Regions from separate parts of the Sus scrofa genome. Here region 1 is linked to region 2. Evidence: chromatin contacts called from public Hi-C data. All regions are on one chromosome and are shown on one strand. The core of a region is the stretch at or near the end of the contact, and the rest is flanking DNA. Distances in the headings are between cores, read along the strand shown.

Evidence for each region. A called contact is a pair of places that touch in the nucleus more often than the background predicts.
Region 1: a Hi-C map of skeletal muscle shows a contact between it and region 2, with 2.2 times the contacts expected there. The contact joins two enhancer-like sites. A contact is called at or near these places in 6 of 47 Hi-C or Micro-C datasets (embryonic fibroblasts, fetal heart ventricle, fetal liver and 3 more).

What each region holds. Positions count from the first base shown.
Region 1 is chr1:109,716,180-109,718,879 of Sscrofa11.1, reverse strand. No RefSeq gene overlaps it. Among named protein-coding and RNA genes, the nearest start is that of TLN2, 37 kb to the right of the region's middle. Within about 2 kb of position 1,294, at least 1 of the 83 cell types and tissues checked has an H3K27ac peak or open chromatin away from gene starts, as enhancers often do. A contact at or near this core is called in skeletal muscle, where this site is marked.
Region 2 is chr1:109,307,666-109,310,365 of Sscrofa11.1, reverse strand. It overlaps TLN2 (talin-2), which reads left to right. Exons shown (of 59, transcript XM_021094283.1): 33 at 438-531. Among named protein-coding and RNA genes, the nearest start is that of MIR190A, 84 kb to the right of the region's middle. Within about 2 kb of position 1,320, at least 11 of the 83 cell types and tissues checked have an H3K27ac peak or open chromatin away from gene starts, as enhancers often do. A contact at or near this core is called in skeletal muscle, where this site is marked.

The sequences.
Region 1 (2,700 bases), core at 45-2,544, 410 kb before region 2:
TGAGAATAATTTTACTAAGCATTTATTGTGTGAAGGAGCTGTTGTAGAAAGAATTTGCACACATCTCCTTGTTTGTTTCTTTCAAGAGGTACTCTTGGCCCCAATTTACAGATGAGAATACTAAGGCACAGAGCAGTTAAGTAACTCTCCCAAAGTCACTCAGCAGAGCAGGAGTATAGCCCATACCTCCCACTCAGAACCTACCTTCTCACCCTCTGTAAGTCATTGGTTTGAGCTTGGTTATGCAACAGAACCCCCAGAAAGCTGGTTAAAAAATATACAAGCCTGGGTCCTGCCACCCAGAGAGTGTGATTCAGCAGGTGTGGAGAGCAGCCTGGGAGTATGTGTGTTTATCAAACACCCTGGATGATCCTGGAGCATTGCAGAGTTTGAGAAGCACCCCTCTAGGATACACTGTGGTGTTGGAGACTTGAGAACCTTGGTGCAAACTGGACCCAGCTGCAGAGTCTTCAACAGTGATGGGGCTTCAGGAGAATCACAAAACAGACGCTTTGGGAGTTTCCGTTGTAGCTCAGCAGGTTAAGAACCTGGCGTAGTCTCCATGAGGATGCAGGATTGATCCCTGGCCTTGCTCAGTGGGTTAAGGCTCCGGCATTGCCGCAAGCTATGATGTAGGTTGCATACACAGCAGGGCTCACACCGGCCTTGTTGTAGGCTGCAGCTGTGGTTTGACCCTTAGCCAAGGAATTTCCGTATTCCCTGGGGAGCAGCCCTAAAAAGAAAAACAAAACAAAACAAAAATAATGCACGCTTTGTTCTTTACTTTCATTGATAACTGAACTCTGAATACAACTGAGAGTAAAGGCATCTATAACCAAAAGGAAAATTGATCTTAACAGCCTCTTGAGCCAGAAAGGTAAACTGATCTTAATAGCCTCTTGAGCCAGAGGCGGGAGCAAGAAGGTCAACAGCTCAGCCATTTGGGAAGGAAGGCCTGCGCTTCATTCTCAGCTGGGGGTGGCCCAAAGCTCTGAGAGCCTCAAATCTTCTCACCATCAGGGGAGATGTGAGGCAAACCAGGGTGGGAGGGGCCAGGACCACGCACCCAGAGGGCCCTGGGAGGCCCTGCATATCGGCTGTGTCCTGAGCACAGGCTCCTCAGGAGGACCTGATGGGGCTTCTGAGACCAGCTCCCTTGGCTACAGACACGTCCGCTACTGCAGGACTGGAATTGTTTGGATACGGAAGACTTTTAGTTGCAGACCACTGTTCACGGGGTTCCATCTGATTCCTCGCCTTGATTGAGCAGCTAGAGGGAGAGGGAAAAGGAAGAACCAACATCTATTCCTGGGTTTCTATTTTGAGCAACTGGTGGATGATCATGCCATCAACTAACAGGGGATAAAGGAATTGCAGACTCTGTGGAGAAATCTGTTCTGTTTTGTGCTGTTAATGTTTGTAACTGCAGAAAATGACTACTGGCCAATATGTATGAAAGTGTTAACTAAAGAATAGAAGTTAAATCGAGATGATTTATTTATTAAGTTGACAAAGACATGAGATTGAAAATATCCAATATTGGCAGGGACATTGGTCATGAGAGCTCTCATGTGTCATTGATGTAGGTATAATTTGTAGTCATTTTTGTGGGTAATTTGGAAAGATTTATTAAAATGTTTAATGTGCTTTCTGTTTGACTCTGTCAATCCTCTGCAAATAATTTATTTAACAGCTTGCCAAAATAAAAGCTATGCACTGGAGCATTGTATTAGCAAGAACCCCCAGTTGTTCCACTTTCTAACAGTGTGATTTGGGGCAATTAGTCAACCTGCCTATGCATCAGTTTCCTCCCTTATAACATTGATAATAATAGTACCTTCATCACTAGCTTGTTAGGAGGATTTAATGAAATAATCAAAGGCAAGGATTGTAGCTCAGCAGGTTAAGGATCTAACATTTCTGTGAGGATGAGGGTTCTATCCCTGGCCTCACTCAGTGGGTTAAGGATCTGGCACTGCCACAAGGTGCAGCATAGGTCATAGAGGCAGCTCCAATCTGGTGTTGCTGTAGTTGTGGTGTAAGCCTAAGCAGCAACTCTGATTTGACTCCTGGCCCAAGAACTTCCTTATGCCATGTATACAGCCATAAAAAAAAAAAAGAAGAAGAATGTATACATGTATATGTGACTGGGTCACCTTGGTGTACAATAAAAAAAAAAATGGCAGAACACTGTAACCCAGCTATAATGGAAAAAATAAAAACCATTATGAAATAAAAAAATAATAAACAGCTCATCAAAGACCTATTTGTCATAAGCTTTTGAATCTATTGTTGGGACCACATAATAGGACTTTCTTTTTTTTTCTTTTCGCCTTTTCTAGGGCTGCACCCATGGCATATGGAGGTTCCCAGACTAATTGGAGCTGTAGCTGCCGGCCTACGCCAGAGCCACAGCAGTGCAGCATCCAAGCTGCATCTTTGACCTACACCACAGCTCACGGCAACACCAGATCCTTAACCCACTGAGCAAGGCCAGGGATCGAACCTGCAACCTCATGGTTCCTAGTCGGATTCGTTAACCACTGAGCCACAATGGAAACTCCTGTTTTGTTTTTGAAGTTGTGGAAAATCTCTGTATGCACTTTGCTTTTTTATTAAACATATTCTAAGGTTAAAAAAAAAATATCCTGAGCATTGAGCGAGTACTGCTGGGTGAAGCTGAAAGTCCAGAGAGATGGC
Region 2 (2,700 bases), core at 71-2,570:
CTGTTTTAAAATACACAGAACAGTCCAAACTCAACAAAGCCTGTCCAAAATAGCCTAGCTCAGACAGTCCTTCCTATTCCTTATGGCCTGCTAGTGCAGGATATTGAAAACAGTCTTAATATGAGCTCTTCGCCATTTGGAACTTTGTTGTGAATTCTCCCTTGTGGATATATTAAAAGACAGTCATACTTTCTTAAGAGAACAAACAGTACTTTTAAGTGAGAATCAAATGAACGATGAGAAGCAAGGCAGGGATTCTCATTCCCTCTTCCCTGTCTAGGCTTTATTTTTGGTTGTTTCCAGCCTTATGGAAGAGCTCTCATGGGGCCTTTTGTGGTGAATTAATTGTATTTCTAGTGAACCTGCAAAAGGTTGGGGAAATGACTGTTGATCTTTACAAAGCCAAACACAAAACCCTCTTTCCGTTTCGGCCACAGAGCTGTGACAGAGAGCATCAATCAGCTTATCACTCTATGCACCCAGCAAGCTCCTGGCCAGAAGGAGTGCGATAACGCCCTGCGGGAGCTCGAGGTGGGTAACTGGAAGGACTGCTGCGGATTGAAGCGTTTGTGTCTATCTGTCCTTTCCTTCCAGGGTCATTTTCTTCTCCTCTGTTCCTGCCTTTTATTTTCCCTGGGAAACTGTTCCAGAGTTGGCCAAATTGGTCAAAGTTTCAGTCCAGGTGGGAAGGGATTGCAGTGAAACCAGATTTGCTAGGATCATCATCCCTGCTTCCCTGTTTCACTAAGATGAGAGTTATTTTGCTAAAGGATTCTTTATTTCAAACAGGGGGAGGCTTATGGTATTGAGTGTAGGCTGAAGAAAAGCAATTTCTCCCTAAAAAGTTTTGGAGTGATTATTCTGGGGCATCGGGGAGAAGCTGGGATAGATGTAGTTTTTGAGTAACTTGCCATACATTTTACTTTCTAATGTGTAGGGGCACATTATAGAAAACCCAGGGTGACACTTGTTACCCTGTCAAGCTGGCCAGTCAAGCTGGCCGTGAGCACCTTGTGGCCCAGAACACAGTGTGCGTGCTTATCACTTTATATTCATACTTAGGGTTTATTTTGAATGGAAAGTTAATTTAGGCTCATAGAATGCATGCAGATAAAAATAAACTCAGTGTGCCTGCTTGTACATAAAGCAGTCCTAACCAATTCAGGTAAGATTGAAACAGCCAAATGGTTATCTTAGAAGATATGGGTTAGTTGTACCCAAGGTACCTTTAGTTTTCTGAACAGGAATCCCCACCATGCCAGAGAGGACAGCGTGTGGAGGGAGGGTTGATTGCAGCTTCTGAAGGGTTTGCTCTAGGCCCAGTCTGCCCATGGCAATAGGCCAGCACCACAGCTGAAAATGACAAGAGGCTTGTTACCATGGGACTGAAGCATTCTGAAAACAAGGAGAATGTGTCCTACGTTGCGTGAGTTACTGCCCTATCCTGGTCTGTTCACATTTACAAATATCAATGATACGTGGGCTGGTGACCTAAATGATATCTGTTGGCCCCGATGCAAATCCTCTGTCCATTAACGGTACCCTGGGTTGCCAAAATTATGACTGTTTCGCTGTTGCAGTTACTAAGGCAATTTGGGTTGTCCAAAGAGTGGGAAGAGCTTCTTCAGTGAAATGAGCTCCTTCATGCAGCCCTCTTTCCCCCAGATCTTTGACTGGGTAACTCGGCATTTTCACCGTGACTTCCCCCCACCCTTAGTCCCTCATGTGGCCTTGTCTTTCTGTTGGCAGTGTCCCCCAGGCTACTAAGTCCTACTGTACATTCTCACTCAGTGGGAAGGAGGTTGGCTGGCTGGATCTCCAGACTTTCTTCCCCTGGAAAAGTCTGTCATAAGTGATAATCAAAGGTTATTGCAACATGAAAGCTAGCAGTGATTTTCGGCATACTGGAGATAAGGAAGCAAGCCCCCTGCCTGGTTCCTTGCTGGACATTTAAACAAGATTCAACATGTCGTATACTTTGTATTTTTTATTTATGTTTAAATTTATTTAACTTTTTTGTTTTTTAAGGTTACACCTGTGGCGTATGGAAGTTCCCAGGATAGGAGTCGAATTGGAGCTACAGCTGCTGGCCTACACCACAGCCACAGCCACGAGGGATCCAAGCCATGTTTGCGACCTATACCACAGTTCATGGCAACCCTGGATCCCTGACCCACTGAGTGAGACCAGGGATCAAACCCAAGTCCTCATGGATACTAGTCGATTTCATTTCTGCTGCACCACAATGGGAACTCCTAACATTTTGTATACTTTTTAAATTAAAAACAAATGGACCATCCCAGTGGGCAGTTTGGGGGAGTTACCTTCTTTCATGCCTACCCATTAAAAGTTTCCAAAATTTAAAACTGATGGCCCTGCTGATAATGAAGTAACAAATCAGTGGGTCCTTGAGGTTTAAATTTCTCTGGCAGAGAAATTGTGCTCATTGACCATGAATATATTTGCCTTCCATTAACTTTCAGATTTCTTTAAGAAAAAGAAAATCTCCCCCCCTTCTGTGGACACCATGCTTTTCCTTCAGATTTGAGAACAAGATTCTCCTCTTTGTCAAAGCTTGACCTGAGACACCCCCACCCCACTCAGGATGGTTGGCTTACAAGAAATCTGAAGTCGCAGACACTGTGATCTAAATTCCCCTCCCAAATCTGGATCATGAGTGCTTATGACCAGAATCTGTAT